Regions from separate parts of the Sus scrofa genome. Here all the other regions are linked to region 3. The links are chromatin contacts, called in public Hi-C maps. All regions are on one chromosome and are shown on one strand. Each heading gives the region's core, a stretch centred on a gene start, on an enhancer-like site or on the middle of the called end of the contact. The rest is flanking DNA. Distances are from core to core; before and after follow the strand shown.

The links. A called contact is a pair of places that touch in the nucleus more often than the background predicts.
Region 1: a contact with region 3 is called in a Hi-C map of liver, with 2.4 times the contacts expected there. The contact joins the promoter of MTCH2 here to the promoter of ARFGAP2 in region 3. A contact is called at or near these places in 1 of 5 promoter capture datasets (fetal liver) and 2 of 47 Hi-C or Micro-C datasets (heart right ventricle and liver).
Region 2: a Hi-C map of skeletal muscle shows a contact between it and region 3, with 4 times the contacts expected there. The contact joins the promoter of NDUFS3 here to the promoter of ARFGAP2 in region 3. A contact is called at or near these places in 1 of 5 promoter capture datasets (fetal skeletal muscle) and 3 of 47 Hi-C or Micro-C datasets (liver and skeletal muscle).
Region 4: a contact with region 3 is called in a Hi-C map of skeletal muscle, with 12 times the contacts expected there. The contact joins the promoter of ZNF408 here to the promoter of ARFGAP2 in region 3. A contact is called at or near these places in 2 of 5 promoter capture datasets (fetal liver and liver) and 3 of 47 Hi-C or Micro-C datasets (heart right ventricle, liver and skeletal muscle).
Region 5: a contact with region 3 is called in a Hi-C map of liver, with 4 times the contacts expected there. The contact joins the promoter of CKAP5 here to the promoter of ARFGAP2 in region 3. A contact is called at or near these places in 1 of 5 promoter capture datasets (liver), 2 of 47 Hi-C or Micro-C datasets (heart right ventricle and liver) and 1 of 2 datasets of contacts at active chromatin or transcription factors (skeletal muscle).

The regions. Positions count from the first base shown.
Region 1 is chr2:14,981,636-14,984,335 of Sscrofa11.1, forward strand. It overlaps MTCH2 (mitochondrial carrier homolog 2), which reads left to right and starts at 1,356. Exons shown (of 13, transcript XM_003353877.5): 1 at 1,356-1,611. The coding sequence starts at 1,525.
Region 2 is chr2:15,035,603-15,038,302 of Sscrofa11.1, forward strand. It overlaps NDUFS3 (NADH:ubiquinone oxidoreductase core subunit S3), which reads right to left and starts at 1,278. Exons shown (of 7, transcript NM_001243796.1): 1 at 1,117-1,278; 2 at 941-1,006. The coding sequence starts at 1,183. It overlaps KBTBD4 (kelch repeat and BTB domain-containing protein 4), which reads left to right and starts at 1,117. Exons shown (of 4, transcript XM_003122803.6): 1 at 1,117-1,349; 2 at 2,249-2,700. The coding sequence starts at 1,331.
Region 3 is chr2:15,389,351-15,392,050 of Sscrofa11.1, forward strand. ARFGAP2 (ADP ribosylation factor GTPase activating protein 2) reads left to right here and starts at 1,253. Exons shown (of 16, transcript NM_001244552.1): 1 at 1,253-1,347; 2 at 1,517-1,635; 3 at 2,181-2,253. The coding sequence starts at 1,276. PACSIN3 (protein kinase C and casein kinase substrate in neurons protein 3) reads left to right here. Exons shown (of 10, transcript XM_021085228.1): 10 at 1-543. The coding sequence ends at 99.
Region 4 is chr2:15,833,244-15,835,943 of Sscrofa11.1, forward strand. ZNF408 (zinc finger protein 408) reads right to left here and starts at 1,306. Exons shown (of 5, transcript XM_003122824.6): 1 at 947-1,306; 2 at 364-641. The coding sequence starts at 1,064. ARHGAP1 (rho GTPase-activating protein 1) reads left to right here and starts at 1,042. Exons shown (of 13, transcript XM_003122825.5): 1 at 1,042-1,500.
Region 5 is chr2:15,679,288-15,681,987 of Sscrofa11.1, forward strand. It overlaps CKAP5 (cytoskeleton-associated protein 5), which reads left to right and starts at 1,436. Exons shown (of 44, transcript XM_021085236.1): 1 at 1,436-1,571.

The DNA of each region.
Region 1 (2,700 bases), core at 106-2,605, 410 kb before region 3:
ACCACTAGCCTATGCCAGAGCCACAGCAAGGGGGATCCAAGCAGTGTCTGTGACCAACACCACAGCTCACAGCCACGGCGGATCCTAACCCACTTAGCGAGGCCGGGGATCGAACCAGGAACCTCATGGTTCCTAGTCGGATTCATTAACCACTGCACCACGACAGGAACTCCTTTAATACACTGTTTAAAAAAATCTTATCCTATGCATGATTTCACTTAACAATAACATCAAGAGGAAGGTAGTAGTGTTATCCTTAGATTTAGACACAAAAACTGAAAACAAAAGATAAAACGACTTCCAAATCATTTGTATACAAAGGAGAACCAGAATCTAAAATGCAAGTTTTCTTTCCTGCTTCATTCTCTGTGCCAGGCTCTGCCTAAGTGCCTAAGTGCTGTTTGATATAGAATGTGTGTGCTGGAGCTGAAGGAGTAAGGACAATGCCTTTTCCTTTTTGCGTCTGTAACATGTAGCCTGGTAGGCACTGAAGTAATTGCTCACATAGGCAATAAATATTTATTGAGCATTTAGTATGTGCCAGGCGTTGAGTAAGAAACAAAGGCAGTTCCTGCTCCTGAATTCACGAGGTTTACATTCCGGTGGAGGAGACAAAAAGATAAATTTCAGACAATGATAAGTGTTAAAAGACAATGTGGTAGGAAATAAAGGGGAGGTAAATTTATTATTATTATTATTTTTTTTTTGTCTTTTTTTGCGCCGCTCCCGCAGCCTATGGAGGTTCCCAGGCTAGGGAGCTGTAGCCACCAGCCTACGCCAGAGCCACAGCAACGCAGAATCCAAGCCACGTCTGCAACCTACACCACAGCTCACGGCAAGGGCAACGCCGGATCGTTAACCCACCGAGCAAGGGCAGGGACCGAACCCGTAACCTCATAGTTCCTAGTCGGATTCGTTAACCACTGCGCCACTACGGGAACTCCCAAAGGGGAGGGGAATTTAAATATAGGTCAGAAAATGTGTTTCCGAGAAGTTTTAACATTAACTGAATGAATGAATGAATGAATGCACCAATAGCAACCCCCTGATGGAGTCATTATTCTATCTAGTTTTTCTTGGCCACTAGATTATGATTCTGATGCTGAGTAGTCCTTAGAGTTTACTTTGCTGATGCCAAAAAAGCAAGTGCAGAGGCGAAGAATATCGAAGATCCCTTTTCAATTATTTTTATTACTCTGACCTTGCCCATGCGGCCAGGGTCACTCCCCATTGCCACGCCCATTCTTCTTCGCCTGGGCCCTTCCAGCCCGCGCAAGCGCAAGAGAAACTGCCATTCCTAGTGGAGGGCATAAGCCCCGCCCCGACCCCTGCTCCCGCTCGCGAGCGCCTGCCGTTTCTTGGGGCGTGGCGGTGGGCGGGGACTGGGCGGAGAGGCGCGCGCCGCTGCGTGCGTGCGCGCGCGCGCCGCGGGCAGGCCAGTGAAGCCGGCGGCCCTGGCACGTGATCTGGGACCGGCTCGGTCGCTTGGTGGCTGCGTCTGTCTGTCCGTCCGCGGGTGCCATCATGGCGGACGCGGCCAGTCAGGTGCTCCTGGGCTCCGGTCTCACCATCCTGTCCCAGCCGCTCATGTACGTGAAGGTGCTCATCCAGGTATGAGTCCTCGCCATTCCCTTCCCCGATAGGCGCCTTATTCAGGCGCCGCTGCCCACGGTGCCTGAGGACCGGCTTCAACCATCCCAGGCCTTCAATCTCCCGAGATGCTGCTCCTTTGCTGCCCGCCTCTTCCTTCCCCGCAGGGACAACTTCCACCGCGCGCGGAGCTTCCACTGGCCCTGGGCCTTCCCGAGATCTCGCCTCGCGGTCAAGTGGGGAGGCCCTCTCCGTTCCCGGTAGCCAACTGCCGCCTTGCCCTGTCCTTCCCTGCCCTGCCCAGTGGCTTCTCTGAACTTTGTTTTTTCTAACCTGAGGTTGATCCAGGCCGGGCATCGCCAAGGACTTCCCAACCCTCCCCTCTCCGCATCTCTGAAATTAGAATTCATCTCTCCTCCTGGGCCCCAAATGCAAGACTTAAAATCTCTTGAAGACAAATCTGAAATTAGAGGGGAGCCAACGTTTTGTTAGCTTTTCTTTTCTTTTTTTTGCTGCTGTAGCTGCTGCTATTCTCTTCTGAGATTTTAGCACCAGATACCTAGAGAAACAAGGAGCTCATTCAGAAGTGATAATGAAGTGGTTGCTGAGTCAAATTTCTGAAGGATCCAACAGCAGCCCATATGGCTCATGACAGTGAAATTCACATCTGTCAGAGCTGGAAATCAGTTCAGCTAAAAGAGTTTTAGCAAGTTTAAGTATGTATGTTAGTTTCTAATCTACTGTGCAATAGTTCTTAAATGGTATTTTATATTCTCAGTCAAGTATGCCAGGTTTCAGCAGATATCAACTGTTAGATAGTATTTTCAATTGCCTTTCAAAGTTTCCCTGTGATAGGCAGGTCATTCATTTTTTTCACTTTTTGTAGAGAGTTGATGGAATTACATCATGCATAGTACCAAGGATGGGAGCAGTTTTTAGAACCCCTGTCCTCTACTTTTCTGTTAAAAAGAAGCAACACACTAGGGAGGACTCCATTTATTAAATATTGATGATTTGATTTGTGTAGATTCAGAATCTATGTGTAAAAGTCTATTCTTAAGTTATTTAAATTAACAACAAAATCTTTGAAATGTATCATGACGTCTAGAG
Region 2 (2,700 bases), core at 28-2,527, 350 kb before region 3:
AACCTTAGGGCTGAAGGGCCCTCATAGATTATCTAGCTGAAATCCATTTTTTTTTTTTTTTTTTTTTTTTGCTTTTTTAGGGCCACACCCTTGACATGTTGAAGTTCCCAAGCTAAGGGTTGAATCAGAGCTGCAGCTGCCAGCCTACGCCACAGCCACAGCCAAGCCAGATCCTTAACCCACTGAGGGAGGCCACGCATCAAACCCGCATTCTCATGGATACTAGTCAGGTTCGTTAGCAATGAGCCACTGAAACTTTATTTTTTTATATTTTTGCACAAATGAGGAAACTGAGACCCAGAATGGGTCTTTTTACTCCCAGGGCTTATGTTGACCGTAACTAATTCCCATATATTCATTCGCACAACACTACCTCACTGAGCAACCACACATCCTAGGCTGCAGAGTATTAATACCAGTTCTCTGCCTTAGGCAGCGAGCAGGCCTGCTGTCTCTCACTAGTGCTGTGACCCTGGGCAACTTACTTCTCTGGACTGTTTCCTGCTCTACAGTAGAAAAGCATAATACTATCCACCCGGTAAGATTGTGGGGAGAAATGAATAAGATCATTCATTAATCGCTTAGCGAGGTGCCCGGCACAACAAGCATTCAACTAACGCCAACTATTATTATAATAAGAAGGCTCTGAAGCCCAAAGTTTGTTTCCTGCTCTCAAAGAGCTGACAGTTTAATCGGAGAAAAAGAAAATCACTAAAGTGGACAAAAGGCAACAGGGCACAACAGAAAAGGCTCTAGGGCACTAGGTGCCCGATTCTGCCTGCAGAGTGAAGACCGTTGCAGTCAGCTCTCCAAGGACAAGAAGAGACTTGCCAGGAGGACGCAGAGAAGGGCAGCCCAGGACAAGGGCAAACATCTGACAAAGGGAATGAACGGGGCCCCGCCTGTAGTCCCCATAAGGGCCGGACTCGCACATACTCACGGCGCGTGTCGGCCGCAGCGCTTTCCTTCCTCACAGGCAGCAAAAGCACCGAGGGTCGCCCGGACACTGCACGGGAATATAGAGGCACTGAAGCGCAGGGTGAGGCTTGAGGGGGCTCCCTGCGCTGGACGCGCCGCCGCTCCCCCCCTGGCCCTCAGCCTGCTGCCCTTGCTCACCCCTAGCCACCGCCGCGGGCCCCACGAGCCCCCGCCAACAGCCCCTTGCAGCCGCCGCCGCCGCCATGTTTCCCGGCTGCAAACCAGGTAGCAGAAGCCAGATCCGCAGGACACGGAGCCCCAAGGGCACGGACCGGAAGCGGAAGTGTGCATCGGATCTTCTTCCGGGCGGACGCGGGGCCGGAAGCAGAGGTTCCGGGTTCCGGGCTTCGGAATGAAAGGAGGGAAGGCAGGTGAGAAAGCGAAGCCCGCGGGTGGGGAAACCGTGAGGTGAATGTGACCCTAGCTTGTTGTGACAGAGGCTGGAGAGAAGGAGAGGATCCTAAAGAACCGGACCGGTGAGAGGAGAAGGGGCGGGAGATCTGGGTTCCACATTCCATACCCCTCCTCCGCTCCCCCAGCTAAGCTTTTGATTAGGGCCAGCAGGCAAGCTAGGGGGAGGGGGAGAGAAGAACGGTTTCCCTGGCGACCGTTTCCCAGGCGACTCCAGGTGGAGCGGGGACACTGCACGTGGCAATGGGCCTCCTTGGGCCCCTTGCTGGGGATGGTTGGGTTCCGTGTCGAGTTCTGAGACGAAGCCTTGGGGAGTCATTAGGGCGAGCGGGGAAGTGCCAGGGAGAGGCTCAGAAAAGAGCAAATGTAGGATTAACATGTCCCAAGCCAAGCCTTGTATTAAAAGGTATGGATCACAAGCAAGGGGAAAGAGGGGGTCTTTTTTGTCGGATTCTGCTGCTCCGAGCCTCATTAGTTTTATATTCGATAGTTATTTGGTTAGTAAGCCTTTTTGCCAGGTTTTTTAAATCATAGGCTTCCTCCAATCACTTGCGTTCATGTGTTGACCTAAATACCACGCCTTTTGTTGCATCATGAAAAGGAGTATTCTGTGTTTTCTCAGAGAAACACCCAGAGTAGGAAATTTTTATCTCATTGGGGATGGAATGTTATTTCAGGAGAATGAACCCAGCTTTGGTTGAAGGAGAATGTTAGAGATATCATTAGCAAGGCTAGAACTAAGGCTAATCTGGCCCACTGTGCCCTCATTTCCCCCTTCTCCCCCCGTGAATTGGACAGTTGGATTCGTAGACTGTAGTTGTGACTTCCTTAAGTTATTCAGGGTGGTGGTATTTTGCAGACAGCTGGCAGAGAGAGAAGTTGGCTACTACCATGGAATCACCGGAGGAGCCTGGAGCATCCATGGATGAGAACTACTTTGTGAACTACACTTTCAAAGATAGGTCACACTCAGGCCGTGTGGCTCAGGGCATCATGAAACTGTGTCTGGAGGAAGAGCTCTTTGCTGATGTCACTATTTCAGTGGAAGGCCGAGAGTTTCAGCTCCACCGATTGGTCCTCTCAGCTCAGAGCTGTTTCTTCCGGTCCATGTTCACTTCCAACCTGAAGGAGGCCCACAACCGGGTAATTGTGCTGCAGGATGTCAGCGAGTCTGTTTTCCAGCTCCTGGTTGATTATATCTACCATGGGACTGTGAAACTTCGAGCTGAGGAGCTGCAGGAAATTTATGAGGTGTCAGACATGTATCAACTGACATCTCTCTTTGAGGAATGTTCTCGGTTTTTGGCCCGC
Region 3 (2,700 bases), core at 3-2,502:
ATGAGCGAGGAGGATGAGCAGGGCTGGTGCCAGGGCCAGCTGCAGAGTGGCCGGATTGGCCTGTACCCTGCCAACTACGTTGAGTGTGTGGGGGCCTGACCTGCCCTTACAGCCCTTCTACATGTTTCTCCACCCCCACCACCCCTTTCAGTCTGAGCCTAGCTTGTCTGGGCAGCTGGACTTGAGGGCCCTGAACCATGCTGCCCCTGGTGGCCCTCTGTCCCTTTCAGGAGAGAGGAAGTCTTGAGACTCCCAGGAGCAAAGGGGCCTGCCTCTAGGAAGGGACTGGTAGGGAAGGGCCAACTGAGTCTGGACTGAGGGGAAGGTGGGAAGGTCAGGAGGTAACAAAAGGGCTCAGGGGTGCCTGGGCCTCCCCAGGAATACCCTGGTCTCCCCAGGAGTTGTGGACCCAGTGCCCAGTCTGTGTTTTGAGCTTCCTGGGGCGCGCTTGGGGTGAGTGTAGTTCTGGGCTAGCAGCACTCTTTTGTGGCTTCTAGTGTGTATTAAACTTGGAAAAAATAAACTTGGAAGAAAAACAAAACACTGTCAGGCTTGTGTGCGTCTTTGTTACCCCCCGCCCCTCCGCCGCCAGGCCACCGAGGGCATCTGGAGCCAGGCACTGAGGAGAGGTCGTGGGCCTGAAGTATATTATGGGGGTGGGGGTTGGGCAAAGGTTGTCAACTTGGTACCTGCTCTGGACTTGGGACCCTAACTTGGATTTGGGACCCTAACCTGGGGCGGAAGGGACTCGAGATAGGGCTAGATGCGAGCCGACCACGACTGGAGGCTGGGTGAGGAGTTCTGAGCGGGGCGGGAGCCCAGTCAGTTTACCTTCCCGTTCAGGGCGGCAGGCCCAGGAGTGCTTGGTAGGACTGTTAATCATCACTCACTCTTTGGGATCTGGCCCGAGAAGAGGCCGGCTTCCCCGTCTCGCAGCCCACGCTCCTGAGAGATGGCTCCACCTTCTGGAGAAGACCGGACCTGCGGGCGCCTCTGCGGCGACGTTTGGGCCTGCGGGCGAGCCGTCGCCCCGCCCCGACTGCGGATTGGCCCCGGCGCGGCGTGGCGTGGATTCGAGCGACTGCCGCCGAGCCCAGGCCGCTGATGGTTCGGCTCCTGCTCCACCGACCGCCCATTGGTCGGGATCCGGACAAATCACCCCGCCCCTAGGCCGGCCGGCCCCCGCTGAGCCCCACCCGCTGACCCGCGTTCGCGGCCGCGGATTGGCCTGTGACGCGACCCGTCGCTCGCGCTGGAATCTGGGAAGGAGAGAAAATGGCGGCCGAGCCGAGCAAGACAGAGATCCAAACTCTTTTTAAGAGGCTTCGCGCAATTCCAACCAACAAGGTGCGTGAGTGGGAGGCGGGCAGGGCCAGGCACTGGCCGAGAGGGACTCCCCTGGTTCCCTTGGCGCCTGAGGGAGGGAGAGGGAGGGCGTGGACTGTCTTCCCGGGGTGTCAGCGCTCGGCCTGGACCTGGGGCCCCTGACCATTCGCTCATCGCCTTTTTCACGCAGGCCTGTTTTGACTGTGGCGCCAAGAATCCGAGTTGGGCTAGCATCACGTATGGTGTTTTCTTGTGCATTGATTGCTCCGGGGTGCATCGCTCCCTGGGCGTCCATCTCAGCTTCATCAGGTAGGGTCTTTTCGCGGCCGCTGTGCTTCCACCCTGCCGCCCGGGGTTCATCGGGGGAGAGTGGCTGCTTGAACTTGGATCGCCCTGAGTTCGGTATTTGCGATCCTCTCATGAGTGGAAACAGCCAGTGTGGGCCCCTTACCACGCAGCCGGTTCGACTCCGCATGTGGGTCAAAACTCCTTTCTTTCCTGACAGTCAGAATTGACATTCCGAGCGTCAGTTTCAGGGAAGAGTTATCTGCATTGATCTTGTTGCTGATACATTGGAGCCAGACTGTGGCTGTGCTTAAGGGGAAGGTCGAGTCCAGGCTTGAGTGCTTGAGAATTTGACCTCCTTTCCATCTGGAAAATAATTGGTAGCCATCTGACTAGATGGATGTAGAGCAAGGCTTTCATGGATAGGGTAGAATGGAGGAAACACGGTGGCGGCTGATGAATATTTCCTGGGCGCTTGCTGCAGCCCGAGGCCAAATGACAGGTGTGGGTCTGCCAGGGAAGCGTCTCCTGGAACCTGCTGGTAGGTGACACGCAGCCCTTGCACACAGGTCCACAGAGTTGGATTCCAACTGGAACTGGTTCCAGCTGAGGTGTATGCAGGTCGGCGGGAATGCCAATGCGGTAAAGCTCCTTCTTACCATCCTCCCACCCCCATTCTTCTGCCTGAGTACTGACTCTACAGTGACTTCTTGAAGGCTCTCTCAGTTTCAGTTAGGAGAAATCTCTGGTCTATGGCAACACTGTACCCTACTCTCTAAACTTGGAAATGTATCCCTGTTCTTCACAAAGGGGCTTTGGTTTTAAACCGAGCTGGACAGACATTCTTGGGGCAAGGCCAAGGGAGTTGGGGCCTTCGCAGTCATCACGGTCTTGGGGGCCTGGATGAAGGATGGGCAGAGTGGGTACAGCATGCTGTCCTCAGGCAAAGTTGAGTGAGGGCTGGGCTTCCATCATTCATCTCAGAGGTTCGAGACTGTGGTTTTTTGCAGGAGTTTCTGAGAAACTTGATGAAAAACTCTTGGTGTCAATAGGGTGTATCATCCTGTAGAAATAGTATCAGGCTGTTAG
Region 4 (2,700 bases), core at 56-2,555, 440 kb after region 3:
GAAATCTTTTACCTGTGCTGTTTCACCTTTCCCTCCAAATAATCCTGGAGGATTAAAATAAAGAGCCATTCCTTTATTTTACATGCCATCTGACCAGCTAAGTGACAAAGCTGAGATTTGATCCCAGGGGCTTTTTAATTCCCAAAACCTTTGTTCTTGACTTTTGTAACTGCTAACACTCTACTAATTCAGCTTTTAACAATTTTTTGCACCTCTTAATTACTGCAAGGAAGGAGAAAAGACAGTCCTGGACAGAAGGGGGCCAAACCATCTCCTATCCCTTTAAATACTCTGCATCTTCTAACAAGAAATGTCTGAACTAAATTTTCAATCATGGAAGGGAGATGCCCGATCCCTTAATACCTCTTTTTGCTCTCTTTCCGCTGCATCACCCTTCTGCTTAGAGACAGACTCCTCTTCCAGTGGTCCCCAGAGCAGTCCCGGCTGCAAGGGTTCCCCGACACACCAGACCCCCAAGCGCTGTTCCTCGGTCAGTGAGGGACCTAGGGCCAAGCCCCGGGGGAGGCTCTTTAGAGCGAGGATGGCTCGGGTCGGTCTGGCTGGGAAATCTTTGGGTCCCTGTGCACAGCCTTCTCCGGAAGGGCTCCATCCTGAGTCCGGGTCCAGGCGTGGGCCGGGGACTGCAGCGAGAGAGGAAGACAGTGAAGAAGTGAGGAAGCCGCCCAAGAGGTAGTGGGGTGGGGAAAGATGAGGGAGAAAACCCTAGGTCCAGCTAGGCCTCAAGAGTCTGAGAGATATATAAAGACTCTAAGGGGCCCCGAAAAGACCTGAGGGACTTCGAGGGCTCTTAAAAGAAGCCCCCGAGATTTTGAGGGCACCGGAGGAGGATGCCAGGCTCGGGAGGAAAAGGGTCGGGGGATAAGAGTTGACCAGAGAACGTCAGGAATATCTGAGCCGAGGGTCGGAGACACCGCAGGCCGCTCACCGAACTGCAGTCTTCCCTTCGCCGAGAGAAGCTCCTCCGCCTCCTCCATCCCGGATCGAAAAGCCTCCCTCCGCCGGAAGTGAGTGTCACCTTCTAGGCTCCTCCCGGAAACAGTCATTGACACCCAAATTTCCTCTCGGGAACGAATCGTAAGAGTCAGCCTTAACTGGTGCACAAGACCAGGAGTTTGGGAATTCTGGTGAGGCGAATCTCTGTCCGAGAAGAATACGAGCTAAGGATTCCGGAGGTCCACCAGAGATTCGAGTACCCGGAACATCGGAACTAACTGTTCCAGGGCCTCCTTTTGGGAGGGACGAATCGGACGGTTCTACTCCACCGCAGCCAAGGAGGCACGTGAGCAGCACGTACAGGAAGTGGGCGGGGATCCTGGAAAGGCCATGTTTGGACCGGGCAGCGGGTCGGAAGTGGGTTGGAGGTGTGGCGGAAGTGGTTGGGAGTGAAGAGACAGGGAGGGGGCGGTTCCCGTTCCACCTCGGAGCCGGATGTTTGCCGATCTTTGACAGGCGTGGCAGAGGGAGCGGTACCCGACCACGGTGAGCTGCGGGGTGCAAGTTCTGCCTGGGAGGTTGGGGGCGGGGCGGGAAGGAAAAGGACTGGCCAGGTCATTTGAAGGGATGGGGTCCGGATGGGGAGCATCCAAGCGGATCCGAGGAAGGGAGCAGGGGTGGAATGGGGCCTGGGAACCTGGCCTTCCCGCTGCCGGGATTCTGCCCCACTCGCGGGTCTGCAGCGAGAGGACTTTGCTTCTTTTGCTGGCTTCTTCCTGGCCTCTCGCTCGCTGTCATCGAGTAAACTCATGGGAAGGGGAAGTCTCCCTCGTCCGATCTGGGGAAGTGCTAAAACAAGAAATTCGGGCGAAGTGTTCCACCTTGCTACTTATTAGGCCACGCTTTCATGTCTCTTTCTTAACCTGTGAGACAGGATTGTAGCACCCAATCCGGTTTTTGTGAACCATGAGGCTTTATGCAAACGTGATTGTAGTTGAAAGGCTTGCTTTGTATTGTGGGGTTTGCATTTTTGCAATTCTGGAGCCCTAACTAGGAGGCCTATCACAATTCCAGAGAATATGATTTCAAGTTATTTCAGTTCTCCTTGGAGGAGTTTAGAGAAGCTTTACTTTGCCCTTTTGTAGAACTTTGAGAATCATATGAATGACAGTCACTTAAGAGAAGTATTGAAGGATTGACCTGCACAAAGAGACCACCTTAGATAGACATGGATTAAAATCTTGACTTTACTGTATGACTCTTATTTTTTCTGGTCTTCACATTTCTGGAACTGTACTTCTCTGGTGCTGATGTGAAAAGATAATTTGTATCCAGTTCATCGTGGTTGCTTCCCTTTTCCTCTTAGGATACAAATTGATTCCTTCAGTAATTCAGCAAATGACTGAGCATCTACTCTGTGCCAGATGTAATTTTGAGTAGGTCAAGGCTGTTTGTTTGTTTTTAATGGTCACACCCGCAGCACATGGAAGTTCCATGGGCCAGGGATTGAATCCCAGCAGTAGCTGACCTGTGCTGTGGCAACACCAGATCCTTGAACCAACTGCTCCCACCCGGGATAGAACTTCACAGCGATCCAAACCCCTGCAGTGAGGTTCTTAACCCACTGCGCCACAGTGGGAACTCCAGGTCAGGGATTCTTAAACAGTGATTCTAAGAGGGTCTGTGAACCCCTTAAAATTTCATGCAAGATTTCATGAGTATGCTGATTTTTGGGGAATGAGTCCA
Region 5 (2,700 bases), core at 186-2,685, 290 kb after region 3:
AGAAGTTTTTACCAATTATACCTCTTTCAACAAGTGAGGTTGAGTGTCTGTTTACTCGCCCCTTGGCCAACCAAAGGGTTAAACTTTTTCACTTTTGCCAATTTGACAGATTTAAAAGACAATTGTTTTATTACTGTCACCCATGCCCTCTCCATTTCTTAGCCTCTTGGTAATCGACATATGCTTTAAATCCCAGATTAAAAATCTATCCCCTTCACGGATCCTCCCCCATCTAATTTCTCCCTTCAGATAAACATCCACAGCTTTTCTTTTATATTGTTTTCACATTGCTTTGAATTTTAGCTACTAGTCTGTATGTTTTATTCCTCTGATCACTGTAGTTTGCAAATTCCTTGGGGGTTAGGACAAGATCGTATTCATAGAAACATTGAATGTAGCGCTAAACAAGAATTTTAGAGGAGTTCCCGTCGTGGCGCAGTGGTTAACGAATCCGACTAGGAACCATGAGGTTGCGGGTTCGGTCCCTGCACTTGCTCAGTGGGTTAATGATCCGGCGTTGCTGTGAGCTGTGGTGTAGGTTGCAGACGCGGCTCGGATCCCGCGTTGCTGTGGCTCTGGCGTAGGCCGGTGGCTACAGCTCCGATTCAACCCCTAGCCTGGGAACCTCCATATGCCACGGGAGCGGCCCAAGAAATAGCAACAACAACAAAAAAAAGACAAAAAAATAAATAAAATAATAAAAAAAAAAAAAAAAAAAAGAATTTTAGAGACCGTATTAACCAAGCCTCTCATTTTTTTTTTCTTTTTTAATGCTCGAACCGGTGGCATATGGAAATTCCGCAGACCTGGGATCGAATCCCAGTCACAACTGGGAGCTACGCCATAGCTGCTGAAACATGGGATCCACAGCGGGAACTTCAAGCTTCTCATTTTTATGAATAAGAGGAGTATTAAGCTTTTGCAGAACACATTACTGTTTAAAGGCCCGTCCTAGACATTCAATTAGTTATATTAAATCCTCACATTAAGGTTATAAGGTCATCATTATCCCGGTTTACAGGTGAGGAAACTAAGCTCCAGATGATATACTGAGAAAAATGGTTTACCCAGAGAAGGTCCAACACTAGAATCCAGCGTTCTGTCTCCATTCATCCTCTTTCCATTAAATCCTAGCTGCCTCTCTAGTTTTCCCAACACATTTAACTGCAAATCTATATTTGGTGAATGAAATGAGTCCAAAAAAAAAAAAAAAGTGCCAGGTGTTGACAGCAGTTTAAATACCTGTAGTTAAATAAAGCAAAATGCTGACGGCCGCGGATGCACAGCTCTATAAACACCCATCATCCTTTCTGGGGTTGTCTGCAGCTTTGGCTCCAGCTACCCTCTGCCCTACCTGACAGTGCAGCTCCCAGTCCCAAGGGAATCACGCCTGCGCGCGGCCCCTTTAAGGCTGCGGGCGGCGCGTGCCCATAGTTCTTTCAAATGGACCAATAGAAGTGTGATGGGCGGTCCGAGAGGAACCAATAAACAACGAGGACACTGCGGGGTGTGCGGCGGCCCAAGCGGTTTCAAACGGCTTGGAGAAGCCCCTCGGTTCTGACCCGGCGGAGGTGAGTGCACTGTGGGCCGGACCCACCCACCTAGGCCCTCGGGTTCTGGAGTCGCGCGCGCGGCGAGGCCGTGGACCCCAGGCGGGGGGGCCTTCGCCGACACGCGCCTCCCTCGCCCAAGAACCCGGCGGATCTGAGGCGGCAAGGCGGGGCGGAGGCCGGGGGACTGAGGCGGCTGGGAGGGCGGGGGGCGTGGGCGCTCGTGTGCGACGGAGGCTGGGGCTGGTGACCAGAGCGCGCTGCCGTGGGCTGCGGGCGGCAGCGCCGGCGACGCGGGCGGCGCAGGGCCTCTCCTGGAGGCTCCGGGTTTTCGGGGACTGGGGCGGGGGCCTGCGAGCTGGGGCTGCTACGGCGCCCCTCGCGTAATTGTCAAATGAATGAATGGGTGAGTAAGAGCCTCCGAGGGCTGTGGTGAATGTGAAGGGCCTGGTCGCCTTAGAACGTAACAAGGACAGGGGGACCGGGGCCTGCCCGCGCACCTGTGGTCCTGCCCGCGCACCTGTGTTCCCACCGGCGTGGTGCGATTTTAACGATTCGGATCATACCGCTCCGCCCTTCCGCCTGGCTTTCTCTTCCAAAGATGTCAGTGGAGTTCAGATATCTTTCCAGCTCTGAAGATTTGGGGGACCAATACAATAGCCAGCAGTGTAGGTTAAGCAGGCCTTGCTACTTTTAAGGTAGGGGCTCGGTAAACTAGATTCTTACTTTTTAGCTCCTTCCACTCTGGCTGTTACGATAGCTACCCCGCAATCGTGGTAATTGTCAGGCTGGATTTGAATGCATTCTTTTTGTTTCTGGGATAGAAAATGATGAAAGTTACGTTGCCAAAGTGGCTACTGTGTATTAGAAAATACATTCGTGTTGATGAATGTTAACAATGCGTTTTTCATTCAGCATCAATAGAGGATGAAGAGGTTTTTGCTGAACTTGCCCCCAATTTATTCATGGCTCCAGTTTAACTCTCATGGGAATTAAGACTTCAAATCTTGGCCCAGAAATGCTCCTTGTCTTATTTTATGCATAATTATAGTAATTGAAAACTCATTTTTAGAGAGGTGAACTCCTCCTTTCTCCATTTTCATCACCCTGAAAAGTCCTTCTTTGACCTAAAGAGCTGATAAATTAAGCT